Regions from separate parts of the Pan troglodytes genome. Here all the other regions are linked to region 3. Evidence: chromatin contacts called from public HiChIP or PLAC-seq data. All regions are on one chromosome and are shown on one strand. Each heading gives the region's core, a stretch centred on a gene start, on an enhancer-like site or on the middle of the called end of the contact. The rest is flanking DNA. Distances are from core to core; before and after follow the strand shown.

Region 1 (3,043 bases), core at 236-2,735, 140 kb before region 3:
ATGTGGCATGAGATTAAGGCTCAGCCTCTTTCCTGACAGCAGGGTTTCCATTTTTCTTCTCCTTCCTCCTCTCCTGGCAACAAAGTCCTTTGCGGGGCAGGGGGGTCTCCACTCTGATCCACTTCCCTCCTTCCCGCCTCCCTCCCACGCCCTGGAAACCCCGGCCCATGACTCTTTCCCTGAGGGGGCCGCCCGCAGCCTCTCCCCCATAGGGGCTTTGCCCTGGGCACCCCCTTTCCCCCAGGGCGGGTGGGGCAGTGGCCGGGACTCAGGAAGATGGTGGCCCAGTGGGGCTCTCTCCTTGGGTGTGTGGGAGCGGAGTCCCCTCGCTCTTCTGGCATAGAACGCTCCGTTGAGCTCCCCAAACTGCTCCCATGCCGAGCTCTGGGGGAGGGAGTCTGTTCAGAGAGGGTGCAGTCCTTCCTTTTAGAAGGTGCGCCTGCCTGTTTAAGCAGCTCGGCTCTCACAATGCACAGGTGGCTTGAGTAGAAGAGCTGCTCCTGCTGGGAGGCGCAGGAGGCTGAGCGAGGCCCACCCTGCAGGGGCGAGGCCACGGCTTGTGTTATTTCCCATGATGACTCCAAACGCACCCGAGTCCGCCGGGCCTCCGCGTCTCCGTGTGCAGGTCCCCCGGGCCTCCGCCTCTCCGTGTGCAGGTCCCCCGGGCCTCCGCGTCTCCGTGTGCAGGTCCCCCGGGCCTCCGCGTCTCCGTGTGCAGGTCCCCCGGGCCTCCGCGTCTCCGTGTGCAGGTCCCCCGGGCCTCCGCGTCTCCGTGTGCAGGTCCCCCGGGCCTCCGCGTCTCCGTGTGCAGGTCCCCCGGGCCTCCGCGTCTCCGTGTGCAGGTCCCCCGGGCCTCTGCGTCTCTGTGTGCAGGTTCAAGTTTGCCAACGTCCATGCACGTCTCAGCCTCTCAGCCTGGACTGGACAACTGGGCTTCGGGAATTCATTTAAATTCTACCCCCTACACGCCTTCCCTGGATTCAGGGCGGTGTCCAGTGCATTCATTACGCGTGTGCTGCCGTGAAGGTGCGGGGACCCCCCCAAAAAGCTTCCTTCCCTGTCCTGCGTCCTGCCCACAAGGCGGTGCTGCTGGCACCAGGCCTGACCTGGCGCTGCCAGTGCTCTACTGTTTTGAGTTATTGACCAACAATTCACTCTCGGGTCCCGAGGGGAACTGGCCTGAGGCCACTCAAGCAGAGGCTCAATGAGGAAAGATAAATATTTCATGGTCTGGGTCGGTGAGAGAGGGAAATCGATAGCGCATCCCATCCTCAGTACGGCGCAGGCCTCCCACCCAAGGCAGCGAGTTGCGTCCTCTGTGCCGCGCGGGCCCCTCGCACCCGAGGCAGCGAGTTGCATCCTCTGTGCCGCGCAGGCCCTCCCACCCGAGGCAGCGAGTTGTTCTCTTCCTCCCTTTAAGGCAAGGCTGCAAACTGCCAGGCGGATGGCCCGTGCTGGGAGCAGGCAGGTGTCCTGACTCCGCCTCCCAGCCGGTGAATCAGAGCGCTGAGATTCACCAAGGGCCCCCTGCCCGGGCCGTGGAGGCAGAGCCTGGGGCTGGGAGAGGCCCTTCAGGACCCCTCTGTGGGAGCCGGACGCAGGCCTGGGGGTGTTGGAGGTGGGAGCGCTTCCAGGCCCCTTGTGTAGGACCAGAGGCTGCTCCGACCCTGCTCGGGGCTCTGGAGACAGAGGAACGGCATGGGTGTTTCACAAATGGTGCAGACAGTTCACAGGTCAAGACAGGGGACAAAAGTGACCACTTTTAGTTAAAAACAGGTGACTCCATCCCAGGACAAGCACGATGCTGTGTTAGATCCCGTTAGTCCCCGTGGAAAGCTGTCGGCTTTCCCTGGAGAGGACCTTGTTCTGTCCACGCCACTGCCCTGCGAGTGAGAGGGAGTGCGAGTGGGGCGTCCACGCGCTCCCATGGGGGACCTGGGGCTGCTTCCCGCTTCCCGATTTTCCTTCAGTGCTGCTCGTGGCGTGCCCTTTCTCCCGTGGCGCAGTCACCAGCAGGACGTGTGTCCCGCTCACGCTTTGGGAAACACGGCCTTGTAGCAGGAGCTGCTCTCGGGGTTCAGCATCGGGGGTGGCTGAGCCCAGTGCCTGCTGGGGCATTGCCAGGCATCGTGGAGCTGGACCCAGAGCCAGGGGTCCCAGCTGCTGCTCCTCAAGGACCCTGTGGCTCAGGAAAGCCCTCCCATTGCTAACGTGTCACCCGAAGGGCTTGGGGACCTCCACGCAGGATGGGCTTCAAAAGTCAGCTCAGGCGGTGCCCTGGCCTCGGGTGCGCGGGGAGACCACTGGCCTCCCTCATGCCGGCTCCCTGCTGACTCTCTCGTGAGCCCCTGGCAGCCCTTCTAGAATGTTCTGGCATGGCTCCCTGCTCACGTTTCTAAAGCAACTATCAGCCCATCCTCAATTACCGTGTCTCCAGGACCACAGCCGACCTGGAGCAGCAAGAGTCAGTGCTGGGGCCGGGCGCGGTGGCTCACGCCTGTAATCCCAGCACTTTGGGAGGCCGAGGCGGGCGGATCACCTGAGGTCGGGAGTTCGAGACCAGCCTGGCCAATATGGAGAAACCCTTTCTCTACTAAAAATACAAAATTGGCCGGGCATGGTGGTGCATGCCTGTAATCCCAGCTACTCGGGAGGCTGAGGCAGGAGAAGCGCTTGAACCCGGGAGGCGGAGGTTGCGGTAAGCCGAGATGGTGCCACTGCACTCCAGCCTGGGCAACAAGAGTGAACTCCGTCTCAAAAAAAAAAAAAAAAAAAAAAGTCAGTGCTGGGACAAGAGGCACCGGTAACATGGCCAGTGCTGCAGCCAGAGGCGGGCAGGGCTGACCTGTCCAGGGACCAGCAGGGCTTGGGCAGGAGGTGACCCTGAGTAGGGGGAGAGGGGGCATGGGAGCCTGGGGTGGGGGCAAGAGCCACTGAGGGGCCCTGGGTTTGCATCTTAGGTGACGCTGCAGAGATGAGTGGCCGGGGCATCCAGAGCTTCCCTGAATGACTGGGCCACGACGATGAAGGCGTCAGGGCTGCA
Region 2 (2,904 bases), core at 334-2,833, 190 kb before region 3:
CCCTGCATGTGCTGTTCCCCTGCCTGGATGCCCACCCCCAAGGGTCACCTCCTCCAGGAAGCCTTCCTTCTTCTCAGGCTGAGTTGGCTGGTTACTGCTGTGCCTGCTCTTGACTGGGGATTCTACCAGGGCGAGGCCAGGCTGCTCTTATCCATCGTCATGTCCTCAGTGGGCACACAGAGACCTGTGACCATCGGTCAGTGTGACAGGGTTAAGGCTGCTACCATCGACATCAGTGCCATCTCTTCTTTGTGATTATCTTTGTAAAGAATGTGCCAAAATACACATAACAGAAAACTTACCATTTCAACCACTTTTTTTTTTTTTTGAGGCAGGCCCAGGCTGGAGTGCAGTGGTGCAATCACAGCTCACCGCAGGCTTGACCTCCCAGGTTCAAGCAATCCTCCCGCCTCAGCCTCCCGAGCAGCTGAATTATAGGCCCGCACCACCACGCCCGGCAAATTCAGCCATTGTTAAGTGTGCTTTTCAGTGGCATTAAGGACATTCACAATGTTGTGCAACCATCACCACCATGTACTTCCAGAATCTTTTCAATTTGTCAGAACACACCTTGTACCTGTAAGCCATCACTCCCAACCCCCCGCCCCCAGCCCCTGGCAACCACCAATCTCCTTGTTGTCTCCGTGGCTTTGCAATTTCTGACATTTCATGAAAGTGGAATCATAAGTGCCCTTCGTGTCCGGCCTCTTCCACAGAGCGTTGAGTTTTCAAGGTTCGTCCCTGTTGTAGCAGGAATCCGTGCTTCACTTAGGCTGCAAGGGCGTACCGTGGCATGGAGGCACCTATGGGTGGACGGCGTTTCGCTGGTCTGTCCTGGGCTGAGGGCTGGACACCCCCACCTGGCTCCCGTGTCCTGTTGAAGAGGCGTCGAATCTTCGCTGCTCTCGAGATGCACGTGTGCAGCTTTGGCTGATCCCCTGTGTTCAGCTGCAACTGTCTCCCGAAGTCACAGATTCCCCCTTGGTCTTTGGTGTGCGGGGAGGGCTACAAATCCTCCCCAAGAATGCCCACCCTGCCCCCGACTGGGGCAGATTCTGGTTATCCATAGGAGGCCCCTCCTGCCAGGACAGGGCGCATCCTCTCCGCCTCCTGTCCTCCCTCCCCTGTCCTGGGCTGGAGCAGCCAAGCCCTGAGCTGGCGAAGCAACTCGAGCTCTTTGCAGGAGTGGCCGGGTGTGAGCATATGCGTGGCCGCCCGAGTCTCCAGCTAGCCCCCCTGCCATACTACTAAATATTTTAGCAAATAAAATTTTTTTAAACGTGCGGCCAGATGTCCAGGTTGACAAAGTGCTTCAGGCGTTTGACTGATAAAAAGCTGGAACCCTTGGTAAATGGGGATTTAAAACAAGCCCTGAGGCAAGTGCGTGATATTAAAAACATCCTGGGCTCTTTTGTGCAGGGCCCGGGTGCACAGAGGCTTGAAGGCGAGCGTCCATCTGTCGCCGCCGTGTGTCCTGACACTCAACAAAGCTGGATCGATCTTGGAGCGGTGGCTGCTCAGCAGCAGGCCTGGGTGGCTGGGCGCGTGCTCACCACAAAGGAGGTGCCATCAATATTCATGAGCTGGGCCTGCGTGGCTGGGTTTACAGAGAGGACGAGGCAGCCACAGGCCAGACACCTCTCCGTGGCACTGGTTCTGGGCCTTGGCTGGCAGGGAGGAACAAGTTCTGCCTCCAGAGTCCCTGTGAGCCTCCGAGAAACAGGCCAGGACTCTACAGAGGCCACAGTTCTGGAATGGATGAGGGGTAGAGATCAGCCCAGGCTCCATGCGAAGCCAGAGGCTCCCCAGACTGAGAGGAAGCGAGGGAGAGAGAAGGCCCTGGAAGGATGGGAGGCCCTGGGAGGGAGGCCCAGGCCCACACAGGCATCCTTTGCAAACAAAAAAAGCAAAAAAGCTGAGAACAATGAGGGAGAACACCTGTCAGAATCCGCGAAAAGCCTGACCTCAGCTGTTTTTAATGCAGAGGTTGATTTTCACACAATGCTTGCCAAGTGGGTGGAGGCCCCAGGGGACTGATGGGAGTCCAGGACAGGGGACATCATCGACACACAGAGACGCTGGTCCTTTGTGGTCTGACCTGTCCATCCATCACACTCTGATTTGCTGATTTCAGCCAGTATCACCAGGGCTTCGCGCAGGGTCTACAGCGCTCTCCTGAGGCCCTCCCCAATCATCTTACTCCATCCTGACACGGACCACATGGAGGACTGGTGCCTTAAGAGGCGGGGCCCGGGCGGGCTGGGGAGGACTTCAGCGTCTGGAAAAGGCCTGGCCTCAAGGGAGTCCTGGCCCCGGCTTCCCCGGCATCTGAGCATCTGAGAAACGCCACTGCACGTGGTTCTCAGGCTGCCGCAAGGACTCCGGGGACACATTTAGCTCCAGGGCCTGGCGCCTGAACCAGGGTCCAGTCTGGACCTGGGAGCTGGCTGACATGGGTGAGGCCACCCCAGTTCCTCGCCCGTCTTGGTCCCAGAGTCCTTCTGAGAGGACCCGCTGCCCACACTCGTCTGGGGTGGATGGAGGCAAGTGTCTCCTTCCTGATGTTAGAACACGAAACCTGACAGGTGCTTGGACCTGGGGGTGAGGCGGCCCCTGCTCAGGTGAGGTGCTCAGGAGAGGCAGGCACCAGGCAGTCCCTCGGGGCCCCACAACCACAGTCTTTCATGCAAACGTGTTGATCTTGACACCTGCTTGGCCCAGCTCTGTCAAAGTCCCTCTCCCTGGTTTCTGCCCAGGCAGGCTAGGGGACACCACAGGTCACCTCTTCACAGGAGCTGGCGCTGTGGGAGGTGAGACCTTCCAACCTGCGTCCAGCCCTCTGCTAGACCTTGTCAGGCCTGAGGACGCCTCTCCTAGGCCTAGAAATGACCTACAGTGAGGAAA
Region 3 (2,803 bases), core at 136-2,635:
AGCCTAGGACCGCCCTGGGGACTGCCCCCGTTTCATTAGGGTGAGGGTCCGATTCCGACCACTGGAGGCCAAGGGCAACTGTCTCCAATGAAGCGGGGCTGCTGCAGCCTGGCCTCCCCAGCCCTCCAGCCCCTCCAGCGTCCGGCTTGCACCTGCTGAGGCTGCCGGCACCCGCAGGCTTGGGGCAGCTTCCAGAGCTTTGCGCTTGGAACAGAAGGTTCCCCTTGGGCTGTGGAGGAGTAGAGGGCTTGTGCGTGACCTGTGAGAAAGAAAGACTGTCCCTGACACTTGCGAAGGGCGAGGAATTGCGGCTGGGAAGGGTCAGGTTGAAGCCGCACCAAAGGGGGAGGGGCGTCCTGATGGTTGAGGACCGGCGGAGGCGGTGCGGGCAGAACCAACCCGAGTTCCTGCCGCCCTTCCTAACCGGCTGTCCATGGGCTGGGCAGTGCTGGAGAGGGTGGAAAAGGAAGGAAGCAGGACCTGCGCCCAGGGAGGCCCAGGCTCTGCTCCGAGGGCAGATGGCGCAGGGGCTGGGTTGGCCCTAGGAGGAAGGAGATGGGGACAGAGGCCTGCCGGCCGCGCCGGCCTGCGCTCCTTGCAGTCTAAACAAAGGCCAGCGGGGGAGGCTCCGGACGGTGAGGCTTGGGGAAGCCACTGATCCCTGGCCCTAGAGGGCCAGATCGGGGGCGCCCCAAGGACCCTATCGAGCTGGCAGTGACTGCAGTCGGGCCGTGGAGTGTCGCCTGTGATTCCGTGCTCCCTACGGGCAAGAGCTCCCATCCCGGTCTGAAACGGTGAGAACCGCAAGCTCCGATGGGGGCGGGGAAGGACGACCTTTAATTCCCTCCCCACTGTACGGAGCCCAGCAGGGCCATCCGCAGGAGGCCGGCGGGACCCTTGCCTTTCTCAGGACTGAGAGGCTTGGAGGACCGCGGTGTGAGCTGCGCGGCAGAGTGCGTTCTGCAGGCGCGAGACAGGAGACGCGAACCCGCGGTCAGGGCCCGAGTGCGGGTGCGTGTCTGCGGGTGCCGCTGGGCTGCGTGCCGGCGAGGCGTGCGCGTGGCGAGGCGTGCGCGTGGCGGGGTGTGGCCGGAGGTGTCAATGTGCAGCTGGAGGGGCTGCGCGCGTGGGTGCAGGAGGGCCATGTGAGGGGCTGGAGTGTGTGGGAGACAGGCGTTTCCTTGGGTCTCCGTGTGGCCGCGGGGCGCAGGGCACGGTCGAGGGCGCTCGAAGACTGCGTCCGCGTGAGCCGAGGAGCGCGCGGGGCGGGACGCGGCGCGAATGCGCGGGAGGCACGAGGCGCGCAGTGCGTGTGTGCGCGTGTGCGCGGCGCGCGTGCCCCGCAGTTCTCAAGGACACCTCGGGGAGGCAGCGGCGGGGCCGGTGTCCGGGTGACGTCACCGCGCGCCCCAGTGATAATCGCCCGGTGCCGGAGCGGAGCGCGGATACGCGCGGAGGCAGCGGCGGCGGCGGCGGCGGGCGCGGGGACAGTTGCATCGGGGCCGGGCCGGGCTAGCAGGAGCTGGGCGCCTGCAGCGTGGACCCCGTGGACACTCGGCTTGCAGCCGGCCTGCGGCGCTCGGGGACTTGCCTGGCTCCCTTCTCGGGGTTCCCGCGCCCTTCTCCGCCCAGGGCAGCAGCGCGCGGGGCCCCCGGGAGCCGAAGAGCAGGCGGGAACTGGCGGCGGCGCGGGAGGCGCAGGGAGCGGAGGCGGCAGCAGCGGCTCCCGCCGGGACTGGTAATTACGCTCGGGGCCGGGCCGGGGCGAGCCGGGCAAGCGGCCTCTCTGGGTCTCCCCGTCTTTCTCTCCACGAACAGCTCGAGCGCCTTCTCGCGGGCCCGCTGCGCGCGGAGAGGACGAGCTCGCTGGGTTGTAAAAAGAGACGAGTTTTCATCTTTGAGCATCGAGATTCGTTCTTTTAACCGCATTCGGTGCGCGCTCCTGGGTCGGCACGGGCAGGGGGACGGCAGGGGAAGGCAGCTGCGGAGGAGCTCGCGCCGCCCAGTCGGAGCGGTTCTGCGCCCCTCGGAGCCCCGCGGGAGGCGGCCGGGTGCGCACGCGCTCACCACCCCCACCCCCGGAATCCGTCTTCGCGATTCCCGGGCGCCCCAGCTCCAGGAACGCCCGGAGGGACGCACTTGGGGGCCCACTCTCTGCCGCGGAAAGGGGAGAAGTGTGGGCTCCTCCGAGTCGGGGGCGGACTGGGACAGCACAGTCGGCTGAGCGCAGCGCCCCCGCCCTGCCCGCCACGCGGCGAAGACGCCTGAGCGTTCGCGCCTCTCGGGCGAGGACCCCACGCAAGCCCGAGCCGGTCCCGACCCTGGCCCCGACGCTCGCCGCCCGCCACAGCCCTGAGGGCCCCTCTGCGTGTTCACAGCGGACCTTGATTTAATGTCTATACAATTAAGGCACGCGGTGAATGCCAAGAGAGGCGCCTCCGCCGCTCCTTTCTCATGGAAATGGCCCGCGAGCCCGTCCGGCCCAGCGCCCCTCCCGCGGGAGGAAGGCGAGCCCGGCCCCCGGCGGCCATTCGCGCCGCGGACAAATCCGGCGAACAATGCGCCCGCCCAGAGGGCGGCCCAGCTGCCGGGCCGGGGATCTGGCCGCGGGACACAAAGGGGCCCGCACGCCTCTGGCGTCGCGGGGCGGGTGGGGGCGGCCGAGGGCGGCCGAGGGGGGAGCCTGCGGCCGGGGCCAGGCTGCGGCCAGCCGGCCCCCGGCCACGTGTGTCCGCAGCGCGGAGCGCCCAGGCGCCCGCAGAGGGCGGCGGGGGCCGGGAGACAAAGGGAGGGTCCACGGGGA

What was found. HiChIP or PLAC-seq counts read pairs in DNA pulled down with a chosen protein or histone mark.
Region 1: a contact with region 3 is called in an H3K4me3 HiChIP or PLAC-seq map of stem cell-derived excitatory neurons, with 7 times the contacts expected there. The contact joins two enhancer-like sites. A contact is called at or near these places in 1 of 7 Hi-C or Micro-C datasets (induced pluripotent stem cells) and 1 of 1 datasets of contacts at active chromatin or transcription factors (stem cell-derived excitatory neurons).
Region 2: an H3K4me3 HiChIP or PLAC-seq map of stem cell-derived excitatory neurons shows a contact between it and region 3, with 4 times the contacts expected there. The contact joins two enhancer-like sites. A contact is called at or near these places in 1 of 7 Hi-C or Micro-C datasets (stem cell-derived neural progenitor cells) and 1 of 1 datasets of contacts at active chromatin or transcription factors (stem cell-derived excitatory neurons).

What each region holds. Positions count from the first base shown.
Region 1 is chr21:69,349,191-69,352,233 of NHGRI_mPanTro3-v2.0_pri, forward strand. No RefSeq gene overlaps it. Among named protein-coding and RNA genes, the nearest start is that of BHLHE23, 23 kb to the left of the region's middle. Within about 2 kb of position 1,486, at least 2 of the 24 cell types and tissues checked have an H3K27ac peak or open chromatin away from gene starts, as enhancers often do. A contact at or near this core is called in stem cell-derived excitatory neurons, where this site is marked.
Region 2 is chr21:69,305,933-69,308,836 of NHGRI_mPanTro3-v2.0_pri, forward strand. No RefSeq gene overlaps it. Among named protein-coding and RNA genes, the nearest start is that of BHLHE23, 20 kb to the right of the region's middle. Within about 2 kb of position 1,584, at least 2 of the 24 cell types and tissues checked have an H3K27ac peak or open chromatin away from gene starts, as enhancers often do. A contact at or near this core is called in stem cell-derived excitatory neurons, where this site is marked.
Region 3 is chr21:69,493,681-69,496,483 of NHGRI_mPanTro3-v2.0_pri, forward strand. No RefSeq gene overlaps it. Among named protein-coding and RNA genes, the nearest start is that of YTHDF1, 38 kb to the right of the region's middle. Within about 2 kb of position 1,386, at least 10 of the 24 cell types and tissues checked have an H3K27ac peak or open chromatin away from gene starts, as enhancers often do. A contact at or near this core is called in stem cell-derived excitatory neurons, where this site is marked.